6 separate regions of the Mus musculus genome follow, and regions 2, 3, 4, 5 and 6 are each linked to region 1. Evidence: chromatin contacts called from public HiChIP or PLAC-seq and promoter capture Hi-C data. All regions are on one chromosome and are shown on one strand. Each heading gives the region's core, a stretch centred on a gene start, on an enhancer-like site or on the middle of the called end of the contact. The rest is flanking DNA. Distances are from core to core; before and after follow the strand shown.

Region 1 (2,700 bases), core at 134-2,633:
TGGGCATCCAGCCTGGCTAAAATATTGGCACAGTACTATGGAGGAGATCCAAGCAGGGAAAGTTTCCTGGGAACCAGGGACAAGGGAGGGGGCACGGCACAGAGCTGAGGAAGGAAAATGCCCAGGGGATAAGAGTCAGACAGACAGGAGTGAGTGAGGCTGCCATGGGGTGAGAAGTACCTGCCTTTCACGGGAAGCAACCGAGTTCTACTCACCGAGCCAAAGGGAGCAGACTCATCAAGACTTTGTGTCTCTGGAGGTCCCGATGCAGCTCCTGAAAGTGTCGGAACTTCTTCTTGGTTGTCCAGGTAAAGTCACCATGCGTCAAGCGAACAGAATATAGAGTACAGGTTCCCACCTGGGGATATGAAAATCTAAAATATGTCTTCTGGCCCAACCCAGGCCTCCACTTGGGCCAGGACTCCCTCTCTCGCCTTCCCTGGTATCCGCTGGTGACTGACCTTGGATCCGCTGGTGTATCTTTCGGTGCCCACCACCTGGGCTATAACAGGGACCCCAGGGGCGAACACCAAGGGGTGTGCTTTCAGAGGCTGAAGGTCATAGATGGCCAGATAGGGATGCATTCGATCAGCTGGGAGGGGAAAAAAGCAAAACAAAAACAAAACAACCCAAGGGTGTAAAGATCTCAGGAGGCCTCAGATCCCTATCTCCCCTCTCTGGGAGCCATCTCCCTCTATACCTGGATCCTCTCCTTCCCTCAGAGTGTCAACCTCATCTGGCTCCATGTGCAACTGGCTGGAGTTCAGATAGTCCCCATAGGGAAAGAGGTTCTTCTGGGTTACAGTCATCCTAGGAATATGAGGAAGCCTCAGGAAGGGACTCGCCCTACAGAAACACCCCTTCCCCATCCAACGCCCCCGGTCGGTCCTCTCCCGTCTTACTCAGTGACTCTCAACGTCTAGGGTTGTAGACCGACGCCCCTCTAACACCCACCCCTGCAACCTCCATTCCCTCCCCCAGCCTTCAACCAGAGCCTCTCAGCCCCGCTTCTCATTCCAAATTCAGGTCCAAAAAAGCACCTAGCTAAGGTGGGATGGCCTCGAACTGGGGCGAGGTTAAGTCCAAGGGAGGAGCCCTGGTGACAGCGAGGCTCGAAGTCAGGTCAGACTGGCTGGAAGCAAGGGTCCGGGCGGGAATGAGGAAGTTGCGCGCTCCCCGCCCAGGAGAGAGATCCCGAAATCTGGACGAGCGGCTGAGTCAGAAGGCCGTTGCAGCTCCAGCCCGACAGCGTCCCCGCCCGGTTCCCGGGGCTCCGGACCTCAGCCGCGCCACGTCCCGGGCCCCCGCACCCTGGATGCGGACCCCGGCGCCCGTGCGGGTTCGCAAGCAGGCAGAACTCAGCCAGGAGCCTACACCCCAGAGGGCCGGGGCGGGGCCGGGGTTCAGAGCCTGCCCTCGGGGGGCGGGAAGGCCCCCAGGGCTCACCTCCACGACTGTCGCGTCGACTGGGTCCCGCCCCCGCCGTCCTCTGCCCGCCCTGCGTTAGAGACGCCCGGGCCCGGGCCGCCCACTCCGGAGGCCGCCCACTCCCCAGGGCTGTCTTCTTCCTCCAGCTGCCCTCGGGGCACCTGCTGGCTATGTCCAGCACCCCCCAGTGTGCGATCCACGTAGTGCACATTCCTCTACTGCGCGCGCGCGCGCGCGCGGCCATTGGGTAGTCTGGTCCCCAGCACTGCCTGGAATCCGGGCAGAACGGCCTGGGTTGCGAGGACCTGCAGATGTCCCCTTGGTGGGCCCGGTACAGATAGCCTTTGTTGATGGAAGGTAATAAGAGCATAAAAAGCCGAGTGACTGCCAAGTTCGTTGCTGTATGAGAAATCGCATTCTTCATTCTTGAAACGCTCTTTTAACGCAGGAGTGATTAGCCCGACACTGAGCGACAATAACAGACCAATTTCGGAACCTGGAACCTAATCGCCTGTAAATTTCAGTCTGGAAAAAACTTTTTTTCCCCAGATCCTAAAGGCTGTCCTTTTTTTCCCTTCCAAATTTCCGCTGAATCATCATTTGAATTGTTTTAGGTTTTGTTCACTGGAAATGAACCTCCAATAAACATTTATGTGCCAGTCATTTTTGTGGACTTATTATTTTAATTCCTCTTCTGTAAACAACTAGAGTGGAACTACTGGGTCATATAAGTGTATGTTTAACTTACTGTTTGCTGTCGAGGTCTGGGCTTGGCAGTTTGTAGCTCAGCAGCACAGAGAATTGGAGAGAGTATTGTGAAGCTTGGGCATTGAGACCAGCTGAGGCTACACAGCAAAACACTGCTGAAAAAACAAACCCCGGGGCTGGAGAGATGGCTCTGTGCATGAGCTGAGGACCTGAGTCTGATTCCTAGCACCCACATGGCTGCTCACCAAGCAGTCCCCAGGGGATCTGATGTTCTCTTCTTGCCTCTGTGGCCACTGCACACACAAAACATTTATACACACAAAGCCAAAATAGAGAAAACAATTAAATACAAAAACTTTCCAAAATGGCTCTTCTATTTTATATTTCTAAAAACCAGTGTATGGTACTTCTGTTGTAGCTGCTCCATAGCACGGTGCACATTCAATTCCATAGATCCTTCCTGTTATCCATTAGAGTGGTCTGAAAGGTTTACCACTGCAGTCTTAATTGTACATCTCTGAATATTAACAGCGTTAACTGTATTTCCTATTGTCTTAGTTAGGG
Region 2 (2,700 bases), core at 129-2,628, 160 kb before region 1:
AAACCCAGTCATAAAACTGGAATCTGTAATTCTTCTCCAGGGTCGGCAATTCTCACATAGAGCTGACAACCCCCACACGAGGCAGGGCCACTACTGATTGGCAAAGTCCAAGGGCTAGTGGAACAGCCTGTAACAAGGACTCACAGGGCCTGCTGGTGATCCCCAAACCCCTTGCCCAGCCCCCAGTACTTCCTCCTCAGGATCCAGGACAATGGGCAGGGGAGGGTGGGGTCATCCTGTATGCATAATATCAACACCCCCCCCAGGACTCCTCGCAGGGAGACCCAGAATACCTGTATCTTCAGGGGGGGGGCTACACCCAAGGAGGGGGGCTTCATGAAAGGAAAGCCAAGGGAAAAGGAAACAGGTTGGTCCTAACCCAACCTGGGGCTAGTGCTATGGCGTCCACTAGCCTGGGGAAAGTGCCAGGCTGCAGCCTAGGAATGTGGGTGATCCGGGTGCCCACACCCTAGGAGGAGAGTCTAAGCAGCCCACGCCCACGGATAGCAGGGTGAAGACTTCAAAAAGAAAAAGAAAAAAAGAAAGAGATCAACGATGCTGCACTCCCACCTGTAGCCCCCAAAGACCGCCAATTTCTGTCATGCTATTTGGGCCTCACCTCCCCAGCCTTCCTAGGCAGAGCAGGGGAGGAGTGAAGGGGCTGGTTTATCCCACCACAGGAAGGGAGTAGCCGAAATCACAGAGACTGGCTCAGGAAGACTAGTCCTGACCCCCAAAACCCTAACTAGGGGAGGGAAGGGCACCAGGGTGGACAGGCAATATGACTCGTCCGAAGCTAAGAAAACAAGGAATTGGGTGGCAAGAATAGGGTACAGCGGGGTAAAGATATAGGGAGTAGGTGCAGGGTCTGCAGGTCCTGCTTTAAAGGCGCACTGGGGAGGAGGCTAGGTGGGGCAGACCGACTCCAAAGGGGGTCTCGGGTCACCTGCACCTTGCCCACTGGCAGGTCTCCAACAAGCCCCCGCCTGTCCTCTCTGGGCGGCCATGAGTTCCTGGTCCTCCAGTCCAGCCAACCGACGGCTGCCCGGGGCCTGGCACCTCTCTGCGCCTCCGCGGGATAAATAGCACATGATCCGAGCTCTCGCGCCTAGCCCGCTTGGCCGGGTCGTGCAATCGGGACCTCGGAACTCCGGCTCCCCGCCCCACAGCGCATTCCTCCGCGGGCGTCCCCTCCCTGCCCCCCACCGGCTCTCACCTCGTCGCGGCAGGACTCCCCGGCGGAGAGCAAAGGGACAAACTTTCTGGGATGCCTAAGACCGGCGAGGGAGAGACCGGGGGCCAGTTCGGGGCTGCCCCCGCCCCTCGCCGGGTCCCCGGGCGGCGGGCGGCGGATCGCGCCCCGGGGGCGGCAGCAGAAGCGGCGCCAGCGGCCGGCGCCCGCCCGGGCAGCGCGAGCTGGGGCGGGAGCGAGGGGCGGGGGACGGACGGACGGGCGCGCGCGCGGACGGGCGAGCGGGCACGCGCTGTCCCGGGAAGGAGCCACCCGGGTCACTCTAGTTAAAGGGGCAGTGCACTCTGACAGTAGGGCTCGCCGGGCAGAGACAGGGAAACTGAGTTGCGGACACTAAGGGAAAGCAAATCACCAGAACGTGGGAAAACTAGCGCTCCTGAGGAGTCGGGAAAGGCGAGGTCGGACGCAGGAGGGGACTTAGGCCGGAGCCGCGCACGTCGTCGCCGTCAGAGGCGCGCCTAGGGGGCGGGGCTTAATGGCAGACCACGCCCAGGAGGCGGTCCCCCTCAGGCCCGGCCTTCAGGCGAGCCAGGCAAGTGGGGCGACCGGGCTCACTACGGAGCTGCTCCTTCCTGCCCGACCTGAGGTTCCAGAACTCGCTTCGCAGTTGCCTCAGGTGATGGGGCCAAATGCAGAGACGTCGCCGACATAGCCGCACGGACGCTCTCTTCTCAGATAGCCTTCTGGTTTGACTCCCGGACCGCCGCCTCAGCCCGTCAGCCCCAGTCAGCCCCAGTCAGCCCCTCAGGCTCAGGTGGCCTCTTAGGCCGCTGTTGCCTTCTCAGGGCCGGTGAAGGAGACCCCTGCCTGTCCAGCCTGGTTTGCCCATGTCCCTAAGCTCACCACCCCAGTTTTGCCTTCCTGCCTATTACCAAAGATTTGGCTATAGACCCCAGTCTTCCTGCCAGAGGTCGCCTTGGCCCCTTTAGACCTAGTTCTCCACCCCCCCACCCCCCACCCCCCCCCCCAGTAAGGCTACCCCAACACCAGGCTCCTCAGCCAGGGCGACACCTTTCAGATGCCCATCCACCCTCTTAGTTGTATCTTGCTGCCAAGGTCTTGACTATCCCCTGGTCAACTATCCATTCCGTCTGGCTGCCTTAAACCCCTTAGATCTAGGTCACCCACTCAGGCACAGCCATCCAAATTCCTCATTGCTCCTTTAGTTCTAGACCCCCTACGAATTCAGGATATCCATTTTTTAGATCTCACACTAAACAGCCCAACTCTCGACCATCTGCCACTTCAAGATACTCCTTTTGCTTTTAATCTTCCTCAACATTTCTCAGCTCAGTTTAGCTGCCCTTGATTTTGTTTTGTGATGGACTGGGTCTCTCTTTGTAACCCCTACCCCCAGGCTAGCCTTAAACACTCAACCCTGTGTTAGCTGCCTGAATGCTGGGGTCACAGGATTGCAAAACTATGCCTGGCTCACTCTTTGGATAACC
Region 3 (2,700 bases), core at 177-2,676, 250 kb before region 1:
GTTACGAATTGTAATGTAAATATCTGATATTCAGGGTATCTGATATTTGACCCCTAAGGGGGTTGAGACCCCTAAGCTGAGAGACTGCTAGGGATCATAGTCTTGGTGTTTGATTGTGTGGAGCCTCCCAGCTCTCAATCCCTATGTAGGCCACACCTTAAGGATGCCTGTCTCCCTTCTCTCAGGCCCCACCCACCCCTGAACCTCCTAGAAGCCATGACTTGTCTTTATAGCTGAGGGCTCTTGTGATGCGCAGACACTTTGAGTCTGTAAGGTGAGAAAGTGACGCTGCCCCACCCACTCACACCTCAACCCCCAGGATATTTATAGAATGTGGACCAAACCCATCAAAGAGTCAAGTTCTGACACAAGTTTATTTCCTGTGTTTTCAGACACCATTTCTAATGATCAACAGAGGACTCAAGTGGCCTTCTGACTTCTGCCCCCAGCTAGCTTTTCTTTGGCAGTGGGTATGTTGGCTGTGCCAGGAAGAGTAGATTGCCCCAGGAAGTGTCCAGCCAGCACCCTCCAGCAGGGTACTCAAGACGAGAGTTCAGAGCTTAATGCCCCTTCTGTAGCTTTCACTATCACATCTTTAGTGGTCATTCCTTACTTTTCCATCCTATCTTTCCTGGGGTGCTGTTGTTTCCTCTTTCCCTCTCAGCATTGCTGAGTGATGTTGCCAATACCACAGGGCTCAGCATCCCCTTTACCCTAGCAACTTCCCAACCACAGGCTCCAGTTCAACCCCTCTTTTCCAGTTCCAGGTTGCAGAGCCCGCAGGACACCTCCATCTGATTATCCCACGGGATCCTCAAATTCAACATATTCCATGGATAACTGATGACACATCCCCACCCCTGACTTCTCGTGCTAGATTACTTCCTCCCTTGCTAAGGGCAGAAGTTAGGTCCTTTCTTGCATCCTTTATTGCCAGTGTCCCCACCTCCTGTTGACTGTGCCTCAGTCAGATCAGCTCTGTCTCCATCACTCTGAGGTCAGTCAGCCCATGGCCAGCACTTCCCAAAGAGAACTTTAAGAACCTCTAACCAGTGTCCTGCCTCTGGTATTTCAGACTCCAAAACACTGATTGGCAGCTGGTGATTTTTGAAAGTGAGCAACCGAATACTTCTTCCCATTGCTAAAAGCTCATCTTTACCTATTAGCCTCAGACAGAGGCCAAACTCTTAAATATGGCTTACAAGATTTGTCAGGATTTTATTACTGGCTAACTTTTCACACACTACCTCCTCCTGGCAACCTCCATGTTCCCCAGTGTTTTTCCTCTACTTGTAAGTACCTTTGCTGTGGTCTCTCTTGTCCCTGCTATACGCAATATTCCTCCCCTCCTTTGCATCTTAGGCACTGTGCTTTCCTCACCGGCCCGATGTGGTGGTGGCCTTTGTAGGTGCTTCCCCTTCATAACTCTTATATCCGGAACGATCTGCTCATGTGACTTTCATTTCCAGTTGAACAAAGGCAACACCAGTGCAGAGACAGGCCTTCTCTTCTTCCTTGTTTTCCCTGTTCCTAGCATGCTGAGGATGGTCAGTAAGTATGCTCAATGATCGAATGAATGAATGGATGAATGAATGAATGAATTCCAGGCCCTAAACTTTCTGTTCTCCCTATACTGGGAGGCCCATGTGTTGATATGTGTTGTCCAGCTAGTGGTTCTATTTTGGGAGGGCCTAGAAACATTAAAAGGTGAGGTCTAACAGGAGGAAGTCGGTAGCCAGGGTGTGTCAAGGGCTGTGTCCTGCCCTGGGGGTTCTCTTGTCTGTTTCTCTCTTTCCTTCTGCTTCCTAGCTACCCTGTGCTGAAGAAACTTCTCCTATGCACTCAGACGGCCTCCGTGTTCTGCCTCACAACGGGCCCAGAAACACAAGCCAGGTAGCCATGAACTGAACTCACTGGAACCACAAGCTGAGATAGACCCTTTCTCAAGCTGTTCTCTCAAATGAGTCCGGGTTGCAGCCATGTGAATATGAGGCTCCTTAAGGGAGAGCTTCTATTTTCCCAGTGTCCATAATAAGCCCCCGCACACAGAAGGCACTTAATAAATATATTTTTGAATGCCAAACACACAGGGAAATATAACAACCAGTTTATTTGCCAGCAAAAAAGTAGAATAAAAGTTTTTGGACATTTATAAATTTGTTGTGAGTTGAGCTAGGCTCATGTACTAAGACTGTGCTTTCTACTGCCAATCTGTGTGACAACATTAACCATATCAAGACGTCATAGGACCTTAGTGTATATTCTAGTCACACAGCAGAGCCCAAGCCAAGTGACCAGCTACATAGTCACTGATTTAAAAGAGTCCAGAAATAAGAAGGTAGGGCCCATCCTGAGCTCACTCCCTGGATAACTATGGTAACCACAATAGTGCTGACATATCATTTTGAAACAGATCATGGATGGCTGCCTCAACAGTTTTGAAAACTCATGCCTCAAATCACAGAACCATAGTTTTCTCCTTTTTAAAAATTATATCTATTTTGTATGTATGGATGTTTTGCCTGCATGCATACCATATGTGTGCAGTGTCTTCAGAAGACAGCGTTAGGTCCCCTGGGACTGGAGCTACAGACAGCTGTGGACCTCCATGTGGCTGGTGGGGATTGAACTCGGAACCTCTGGAAGTCAGTGCTCATAACTGCTGAGTCATCTCTCCAGTACCTCCATGGTGCGCCCTTG
Region 4 (2,700 bases), core at 93-2,592, 200 kb before region 1:
CCAAGCCTCTCTTTCCCCTGCTCCTTCCACGTGTGAGACACCTGCAGTGTCTCAGCACTGTACAGTTTAGTAGAAAGTGGGAATATGCCCCCCCCTCCTTAAAGCCACCTAAGTATCCAGTCATCACCAGAAAATTATACTGTTTGCTTGTCAGAACAGAAACAACATACATGCCCTTAAATGGCATGCACAGCTTGCTCCCACAGCCTCCTCTCCATCCCATCCTGGCCCACACAGAAGGGCGACCCACCTCACAGGCCTGTGCCTGGGAAGACACTCAAGATGAGTGCCTATAGCTCATCCCCGCTGTGAAAGGAAGCACTGAGGAGTGCTCCCTGTCTGTCCCTGCAGGCCTGCATAGGCATCAGGAAGAGATGCCCTTGTAGCTGGCAACCTTGAAACAGGGGAAACCGAAAGAGGAATTCCACAGCATTGAACTTCAGAGCCCTAGTGCGGGTGACATCCTTAGAGAAAGTGTTTCTCTCCCCTGCGCTGCCTGTGGCCCTGCCTGTTTACCCTCCCTTCCCCTTCCTCTCTCATCAGCCCCTCATGTGCTTTCATATGGAGCTAATTCATCTCACCCTGTGGAATTTAAAAATGTATGACACACCCCCCCCCCCATGGACTTGGTGGCTTAACACTTGTAATCTTAGCACTTTGGACACTGAGACAGGAAAATCACAAACTAGAGGCCAGCCGGGGCTACATAGTAAGACCCTGTCTCAAAAACAAACTAGCAAGGCTAGAGAGGTGGCTTGGTGGTTAAAAGTACCAACTGCTCTTCCAGAGGACCCAGATTGAGTTCCCAGTAACCACATGGTGGCTCATAACCATCTGTTGCTCTAGCTCCAGCCAGGGAAGCCAACGGCACACGCTTCCGGTCTCTGTGGACACCAGGATGTACAGGCACACACACAGGCACTCACACATACACACACAAAAATACTGAGGATAATAAAAGCTTTCTGGAAGGATTTCAGCAGTCCTGGCTCTGTCAGGGAAGATTCAGACGAGGACGATGAAATCTAATTCAGAGAGGAAAAGAATCTCGGAACTTGCAATGTCTCAGGGCTGAGGACAGCGATTGCTGCTCAAACACATTCTGTCCGTGGAGCAGATGAAATGCGTAAGCGCTAAGCTCAGGGCTAAGTGACCACTGCTACCTTGAAGCAGGTCCCCATATCTCTATTTACCATTATGAAAACTTTGTCACAGAAAAGTCAAGTCATTTGTCCATAGTCACAGCTCTAGCAAGAAACCCAGAGTCTATGCCTCTGGTCACTGTGCTTTCCTGATACAAATGGAGTCATTCTTTCAGTCAACAGACAGTTGAACATCTGCCATAAATTAGGCAATAAGGGCACTACACAAATAAATATGGTCTTTGCTCTCAGAGGACAGCCAATAGCTCATATGTAAACAGCAAAGCCGAACAATATGGCTTCCTACGAGAGGCCTAGGAATTCTTTCTGTGGGAGTTTAGAGGAGGAAAGAGAACTGTCACCCATATCTGCTAATGATGATGAAGAAGGCTTCACTTAGAAAGTGGGATGTGGCGGGGAGGGTATGGGGGACTTTTGCGATAGCATTGGAAATGTAAATGAGGAAAATACCTAATAAAAATTAAAAAAAAAAAAAGAAAGTGGGATGTGAGGAGGACTTCAAAGAAGGGCTCTGTCAGAGAACAAATGCAAGTCACTCTAGGCTCAGGGGAAGATTGGCAAAGGGTCCATTTGTCCAATGAGGTCTTATTATGGAATGAAAAAAGATAATAAGACAAAAAGGCAGGTGCGGAAGGCGTACATTGTGTCACACCTATCATTCCAGCCTTTGTGAAGCTGAGGCAGGAGAGTTGCCACAAAGTTTTAGATAGCCTGTGCCACAGGAAGATCCTGTCTCAAAAGAAAAATAAAATAAAATAAAATAAAATAAAATAAAATAAAATAAAATAAAATAACAACAACAGCAAAACAGATAAAAATTTAACACTCTCTTTAATCCCTCCAACAACTCGGGCTACTGTCACTCCTCTTGGCTGTCCACCGTATATTGCGATGGATAGTATTGCTAAACACACCGTACACTTTGTTTTCAGGACAAAGAAAAACCAATCTGAAACCAACCTGGCTATTCCTCCCTGCGCTCCCTGGCTGGCTTTTATCCTGCCAGAAGCTGCCAGGCTGCAGGTGGAAAAGAGATCGCTATGGTTTTACCTGGCACTGGTCGCTACATGGCACAATATGTGCCCACTGGTGCAATCATGGCTTGACAGTCCTGGGGTCACCACTGCTTTCAGACTGGATATGAAAGCAGTTTAGGGCCTGCTTCATAGGAGGGAGTTCATGCCTGATGCTATAAACATGGTCAAAAGCCCAGAGCTAGGAAACCATAGGTCCTAGCAGGGAGCCCACTATTACGTTGCGAAATGTTTCTGTTGTCAAACAGCCTTCAAAATATTTGTGTTTATAGGAATAGATTTGTGCTACTCTTTACCTTGGTCAGAAGAGCATCTTTGTGCAGTGGACAGCGGTTAACACAGAGACTCATAACTGTCCCACGGGCTGAGAAGTGGCTGTGTGTGCTTAGCCCTAAATGAGACATCTGTAGTGTCCCCAACTGAGGCTCAGAGAATATATTGCAATAGAGGAAGGAAAAAACCCACGAGAGCTGGCAGCCAGGGAGGAGAGCTGTGAAGTGCTG
Region 5 (2,706 bases), core at 2-2,501, 220 kb before region 1:
ATTGTAAAGGGGATATTCAAGTCTCAGAGGGGTTGCACCTCACAGGCTGAGCACCACTGTTCTACAATGTGACCAAGGATGACATTCTACTCATCTTGTTAACCTCAGTGCTTAGCACATTTCTGATACCTGGAAAACATTAAGTGAGGTTTCTGAGCTATCTGGGTGAATGTCTGCAGTTGTTTTAAAGGTTAATTGAAGATTCCATTCACCATTGTCCCTAAAGAGACCAGAGCAGTGTCTGACAGATAACTGGTATCAACGTTTTATAAAAATAAGTTCTTAGCCGAGCACGATGACCCACACCTTTAATATCAGCACATGGAAGACAGAAGCAGATGGATCTCTGAAAGTCTTAAGTCAACCTGATCTACCTAGTGAGTTCAAGACTAGCCAGAGATATGTAGGGAGACCCTATCTCAAAAAAAAAAAAAAAAGTCAAACTAAGGCAACAACAAGAAAAGTTCTTTCTCCCAAGACACTATTTATCTTCCTCCTTTGGTATCCAGGATCAAGGGAACTCTGTCAATTCTGTGCTCAATTCAGTCTCATTTATGATTATTATTATTATTCTTAACTATGTGTAGTTGTGTGTTGCTACAGAGTTATAGATGTGTGTGCACATGAGTTACAGATGATACGAGGCGCCTGATTTGAGTTCTGGGAACCAAACTAGGGTCTTCTGGAAGAGCAGCAAGAACTACTGTGTCTTCTCTTTAGTCCCAATTCTATCATCTTTCTTTAACCTTAGTAAGCCAATGTCCTGCCTGCCAGCACAGGTCACAACATGCCACGGGGCCCCCAATTTTTGCCTGCTATTCGTTCTAGCAGTATACTTAGAGAATGAAATGAGAGAGAGAGAGAGAGAGAAGAAAAATAGGCATAGGTCTTTGGCATGCCCGTGTCGGAGCCTGCTTCTCCAGTTTCCCTGGCTGACAAGGCCTGCAAGCAGAATTAGGATCGGGCCCCTGACAGTGCCCAGGCTCCACCCTCTCCGTGTGCAAATGAGTAGGAGCCCCCGATGCCATAAAGTCCAAGGTCACACAGCAAACCCGAGTCAGGGGCGGGCCTACAGTCAGAACTCCAGCTCCAGGCCGGGAGCCCCGCGCCCTCCTCCCCCGGGCACGACGGAACCAGAGAGGCCTCACCGCTGGCGGATGCCGCCCACGCTCCCTCCGCCGGGCCCGAGGCGCTGCACCGCGGCGCGCACAGAACCGCAGCTGTTGTCTGGTGTCACGGGCGACCCACGCCGGCCACTTCCGGTACCGGGCGCACTGCGGCCAATCCGCGCGAGCCGCACTCGCGGGAGGAACAGGTGGCCAGCGAGCCCACGCCCCCATGCCCGTCTCAGCTTTCCCGTCTGCCGTTCTCGCCCACATTCACCCCATCTTCGCCCGGTCGGACAGGGCCGGTCGGCTAGCTGGAATGTCCCATGCACCTCGCGAAACCCACTGTGTCCCTTGACCACTGACGCGCAGGGTCCTCCCGGTTTCCTAGACGGGCCCCGGGGATGCACTTCCGCCCCGCAGCAGCCGCTCTGCGCGCCCCTGACGTTTCCGTGGGCTGGAAAACTCGAAACTCCGCCACGCTTCCCGCGGGGACGTGTCGAGCAGCCGCGTTTGTGCCTCACCTCCCGCTTTCCAAGAGTCTGTCAACTCCGGTTCCTAGATTTAGGGTGCGCCTGTCATCTTCTAGGAGCGAGGGGGGAGGGGAGGCCTGCTTTGAGGTCAGGAAGGCTTCAGGGAGTGATGCTTTGACAAAAAACTCAAGGTTGAGTGTGATTTCCGTTTTCCGCAGGCAATGGGAACTGCACTATTTGCTGGCCTTTCTCTCTTCTTGAATAAATTTGGTCTTTTAGCACAGCACGTATGTGACTATGAATGTGGTGATCCTCCTGCCTCAGCCTTCCAACTGCTGAAGTGAGCAACCAAGCCCAGTGAAGTAGATCTCTGTGTGGGGGAGGGAGAGGTTGAGGCAGTTAGGACTGGCCTTGAATTAATTATGCTCAGTGGTGGCCCTGGCTTGACTAATCACATTATCCCCTTCCTTCTGACTGGTCCAGAGGTGAACATTAGATACAAATAAGACTGAACAGTCCTTCCTTCCAGTTGCTATCTGGGAAGGTGGTGCAGTTTGAAGCAACATTTGTAAGGAATCAGGTCTTTTCTGAAGCCATGGTCTTTGTAATAGACCTAAACAAGGAGATCTGAACCGAGAAAAGGCAAAGGAGGCTGGGGGTGTGGCTTAGAGGTCGAGCACTTGCCTGGAATGTGCTAGGTAGGCCCTAAATTCAACCCCTAGTACTGTTAAACAAAATAAATAAATGAAATAAAAACAAGACATTTGAAGAAAAGGCAGGGGGGGTAACTAGTTTTGAGTAACTAGTTCTGAGGTAAGGGCTGGGGAGATGACTCATGGAGTTAAAGCACTTGCCATGCAGTGGAAGGACCTGAGTTCGAATCCCCAGAGCCCATGAGCAACTGTAATCCCGATGCTCCAAAATATAACAGTGCAGAATACACATGACTATTCCCAAAGGGAGAGATGGGGGCACAGGGAGGGAATAACTAAACCTGAGCAAGAAAACACCAACTTCTCTAGTTCTGTTTCTGGTATAAAGAAAGACGTGGACTGTTCTGCCCCTCCAGCTTCTACAAGATGCAGCTCTCTGTACCTCGTTCTCTTCTCTATCCTCCCACCCCCACC
Region 6 (2,830 bases), core at 258-2,757, 220 kb after region 1:
GGTGGCACAAGCCTTTAATTCCAGCACCCAGGGGCAGAGGCAGAGGCAGAGGCAGAGGCAGAGGCAGAGGCAGAGGCAGAGGCAGAGGCAGAGGCAGAGGCAGAGGCAGAGGCAGAGGCAGAGGCAGAGGCAGAGGCAGAGGCAGAGGCAGAGGCAGATGGATCTCTCTGAGTTCAAGACCAGCCTGGTCTACAGAGTGAGTTCCAGGACAACCAGGGCTGTCTCAGCTCTCCTGGGAAGGGCGAGTGCAGGACCACAACTGGGCTCACAGAGACCTGGGGACCTGGGACTCTGCAGGGGTCCTGGAGTGAAAGGAACACAAGAAAGGGGTTGGGCCTGTCTCCAAAAACAAACAACAAGAAAGGCTGAGGGAAAACTGGTAAAGAACTAGACAAGTTGCATTTAGTGTTTGTTCTGCAAGATCCTTCAAGCACCCGCTCCACTATAAACTAATGGCAAGTCCGTGTCCTCCCCCCCCCCCCCCCCCCGTTTGTCTGAGAAAGTACATCTATACTTTTAGATTCAGGTCTCAGTCGCATGTTTTTTTGTTTTGTTTTGTTTTGTTTTGTTGTTTTTGTTTTTGTTTTTGTTTTTTTCGAGACAGGGTTTCTCTGTGAAGCCCTGGCTATCCTGGCACTCACTTTGTAGACCAGGCTGGCCTCGAACTCAGAAATCCGCCTGCCTCTGCCTCCCGAGTGCTGGGATTAAAGGCGTGCACCACGCCCGGCTCTCAGCCGCATGTTTTGACGGACTCTTCGACCACGAGGCAAGGGATCAGTTAGTTAAGTAGTTAGCTCTTAAGCAAAATCCATTGTGGATTCAGGGACTTTTGTCCACAGGAGCACAGGAGCACCTGGACAGAGGCAGGAGTGTCACAGGACAGAGAGGTATACCCCTGTACTCGCTCTGAGGAGGAAGGGGGGCCGAACTCTGGGAGATGTGGTGGGAAGACTTAGTCCTGAAGAGAGTCCTCTCTCCTGTTCCTTTCCCTGTCCCCTTCCCTGCAGTTTGTCCACAGTATGGGTGCTCAGCCTAAAGCTTTGTCTTCAAAGATCAGGTTTCAGGGAGGTCCAATGGAAACTTCCAGACTATAGGGAAATTCCAAACTCCCTCCTCGGGCTCTCCAGTTTGAACAATGAACACCTCTACTGCACCTGTCCTCAACAAAAACAACAACAAAACTCTTTGGTCCTTGCCAAGATGCTAAGCTCACTTCCACGGAAAAGCGCGCCCCACCCAAAGCCTTTCTACTGCTGTCATCACTGCCTGCTGCGCTTTTTTTTTCCACTAAAATTGGGTGGGCGTGAGACTTAGCTAGCTGATGTGCTTAGCTCAGGGCTGGGCATGAAGCCCTTGCCAAGAAAACAAGGTAGGGATGCATTTTTGGAAACTGCTGGCAAACCATCTAGAGACAGTGAAGGTGAGAATCAGATACCTGCTCCTTAGTTGGGGAGGGACCTGAGTGGGCGGGGGCAATTCAAATACACCAAACTCTGGTCTAGGTGTGACTCTCTGGAGGCAGCCTCTCAGATCCTCTTAAGAGCAGTTTCCCCCCAGGTCCCTCTAGAGGATCAGCCGAGATGGTCAAGTACAAGATCCTCGTAGCCACTGGAGACTCGGTTTTTGCGGGCTCCGCCAACCTGGTGCATCTGTGGCTGGTGGGCGAGCATGGAGAGGCGGACCTTGGGAAGCAGCTGCGGCCACTGCTGGGAAGGGTGAGTGCCGGCCACTACGTGGGGCTCTCGCGGAGAACCGGGGATCTGAGACTCTGCAGGGGTTCTGGGAACTGTGGGGAGGGGAGGAAGCCTGATCCCAGAGAACCACTGAGAAGGTGATCCGGGAGTGATAGCAGGCGCAGGTGGGCTGGCTGCGAGAAAAGGGGACAGAGAAAGGAATAGGAGAGAGGGGCTGGGCAGAAAGAGGGGGCGGGGATGAGACAACACTGGGGAGCGCTGCAGGTGCACAGAGGAGCCTGGAGCCCAGCAGAGCGCCCCGCTCCTTCCTCGACGCCACTCGGTTCAGGTCTCTTTCCTTGAGTGCTTCTTAGAAGGGCAATTGGAGCCAAAGCCAAGCTTCTCCGAGGGCTCACTGACACTGCTGCCCACACGGAGGACCCCAGACTTGCTTAGGAGCTGTGTCCTATCCCACAGAAGACAGAGCTGGAGGTCGACGTCCCCTTGCATCTAGGGCGCCTCCTGGCGGTGAAGCTGCGCAAACAGAAAGGCCTATTGGATTCTGACTGGTTCTGCAAGAGCATCACTGTGCAGGGCCCTGGGACCCAAGGAGAAGCCTTTTTCCCCTGCTACAGTTGGGTGCAGGGCAAGGAGACTATCTGCCTAACCGAGGGCACTGGTGAGGACTCTGGCGGTGCCGCTGAAGGATGCAGGAGGTCGTTGGGCTTGTTATGAAATAAATTACAGAAAAGATTAGAGATAGAGGGGAGCGGGGGAGACGAGAAAGGATGAGATGGAGGGCACAGAGCGGTGCCCTAAGAGGACACACTTTTGTGTCTGCTTCTTCCAGCCCTGAAGGTAACTGATGACACTCAGAACCTGTTTAGGAAGTATCGAGAGCAGGAGCTGGAGAACAGAAGGAATGTGTATCGGTGAGTTCAAGAAAACTGTCGATCGCCCTCTAGAGCCTCCAAACCCACTGTCTCACGTAAGGCTCCGTATCTGTTCCCCAGGTGGGGCTCCTGGAAGGAGGGATTAATCCTGCCTATAGCAGGGAGTACTGAACGGGACCTCCCCCGGAACCAGAGATTCATGAAGGATAAGGATTTAGATTTTTCCCTCTCTCTGGTCAAAGAGTGAGTACTTGGTTGAGTTTG

What was found. Promoter capture Hi-C pulls out the DNA fragments that hold promoters and counts their contacts. HiChIP or PLAC-seq counts read pairs in DNA pulled down with a chosen protein or histone mark. Capture Hi-C pulls out chosen DNA fragments and counts their contacts.
Region 2: a contact with region 1 is called in a promoter capture Hi-C map of liver. The contact joins the promoter of Kif1c here to the promoter of Pld2 in region 1. A contact is called at or near these places in 11 of 39 promoter capture datasets (the C10 cell line, the HPC-7 cell line, cranial neural crest and 8 more), 3 of 484 Hi-C or Micro-C datasets (bone marrow-derived macrophages, embryonic stem cells and nephron progenitors), 10 of 115 datasets of contacts at active chromatin or transcription factors (bone marrow-derived macrophages, cardiomyocytes, embryonic stem cells and 6 more) and 3 of 9 other capture datasets (adipose tissue, liver and pancreatic islet).
Region 3: a contact with region 1 is called in an H3K4me3 HiChIP or PLAC-seq map of bone marrow-derived macrophages, with 2.4 times the contacts expected there. The contact joins the enhancer-like site here to the promoter of Pld2 in region 1. A contact is called at or near these places in 4 of 39 promoter capture datasets (the HPC-7 cell line, embryonic stem cells and liver), 2 of 484 Hi-C or Micro-C datasets (bone marrow-derived macrophages and nephron progenitors), 5 of 115 datasets of contacts at active chromatin or transcription factors (the 230-238 cell line, bone marrow-derived macrophages, embryonic stem cells and 1 more) and 2 of 9 other capture datasets (adipose tissue and liver).
Region 4: a promoter capture Hi-C map of liver shows a contact between it and region 1, with 2.5 times the contacts expected there. The contact joins the enhancer-like site here to the promoter of Pld2 in region 1. A contact is called at or near these places in 20 of 39 promoter capture datasets (the 3T3-L1 cell line, 3T3-L1-derived adipocytes, the C10 cell line and 12 more), 1 of 15 datasets of contacts at CTCF or cohesin (embryonic stem cells), 16 of 484 Hi-C or Micro-C datasets (the AML12 cell line, the MC38 cell line, bone marrow-derived macrophages and 10 more), 16 of 115 datasets of contacts at active chromatin or transcription factors (the 230-238 cell line, bone marrow-derived macrophages, craniofacial prominence and 11 more) and 3 of 9 other capture datasets (adipose tissue, liver and pancreatic islet).
Region 5: a promoter capture Hi-C map of neural stem cells shows a contact between it and region 1. The contact joins the promoter of Zfp3 here to the promoter of Pld2 in region 1. A contact is called at or near these places in 23 of 39 promoter capture datasets (the 3T3-L1 cell line, 3T3-L1-derived adipocytes, the C10 cell line and 14 more), 1 of 15 datasets of contacts at CTCF or cohesin (embryonic stem cells), 20 of 484 Hi-C or Micro-C datasets (the AML12 cell line, the G1E-ER4 cell line, the MC38 cell line and 10 more), 22 of 115 datasets of contacts at active chromatin or transcription factors (the 230-238 cell line, bone marrow-derived macrophages, cardiomyocytes and 11 more) and 4 of 9 other capture datasets (adipose tissue, embryonic stem cells, liver and 1 more).
Region 6: a contact with region 1 is called in a promoter capture Hi-C map of embryonic stem cells. The contact joins the promoter of Alox12e here to the promoter of Pld2 in region 1. A contact is called at or near these places in 1 of 39 promoter capture datasets (embryonic stem cells), 1 of 115 datasets of contacts at active chromatin or transcription factors (bone marrow-derived macrophages) and 2 of 9 other capture datasets (adipose tissue and pancreatic islet).

What each region holds. Positions count from the first base shown.
Region 1 is chr11:70,538,955-70,541,654 of GRCm38.p6, reverse strand. It overlaps Pld2 (phospholipase D2), which reads right to left and starts at 1,383. Exons shown (of 25, transcript NM_008876.3): 1 at 1,041-1,383; 2 at 701-810; 3 at 462-592; 4 at 216-358. The coding sequence starts at 809.
Region 2 is chr11:70,699,226-70,701,925 of GRCm38.p6, reverse strand. It overlaps Kif1c (kinesin family member 1C), which reads right to left and starts at 1,378. Exons shown (of 23, transcript NM_153103.2): 1 at 1,217-1,378. It overlaps Inca1 (inhibitor of CDK, cyclin A1 interacting protein 1), which reads left to right and starts at 1,771. Exons shown (of 7, transcript NM_001252484.1): 1 at 1,771-1,868.
Region 3 is chr11:70,788,212-70,790,911 of GRCm38.p6, reverse strand. No RefSeq gene overlaps it. Among named protein-coding and RNA genes, the nearest start is that of Scimp, 23 kb to the left of the region's middle. Within about 2 kb of position 1,426, at least 82 of the 459 cell types and tissues checked have an H3K27ac peak or open chromatin away from gene starts, as enhancers often do. A contact at or near this core is called in bone marrow-derived macrophages, where this site is marked.
Region 4 is chr11:70,740,468-70,743,167 of GRCm38.p6, reverse strand. No RefSeq gene overlaps it. Among named protein-coding and RNA genes, the nearest start is that of Gm12320, 13 kb to the left of the region's middle. Within about 2 kb of position 1,342, at least 5 of the 459 cell types and tissues checked have an H3K27ac peak or open chromatin away from gene starts, as enhancers often do. A contact at or near this core is called in intestinal villus epithelium and liver, where this site is marked.
Region 5 is chr11:70,762,992-70,765,697 of GRCm38.p6, reverse strand. Zfp3 (zinc finger protein 3) reads right to left here and starts at 1,251. Exons shown (of 2, transcript NM_177565.3): 1 at 1,149-1,251.
Region 6 is chr11:70,321,207-70,324,036 of GRCm38.p6, reverse strand. Alox12e (arachidonate lipoxygenase, epidermal) reads left to right here and starts at 1,507. Exons shown (of 14, transcript NM_145684.2): 1 at 1,507-1,715; 2 at 2,151-2,352; 3 at 2,524-2,605; 4 at 2,687-2,809. The coding sequence starts at 1,581.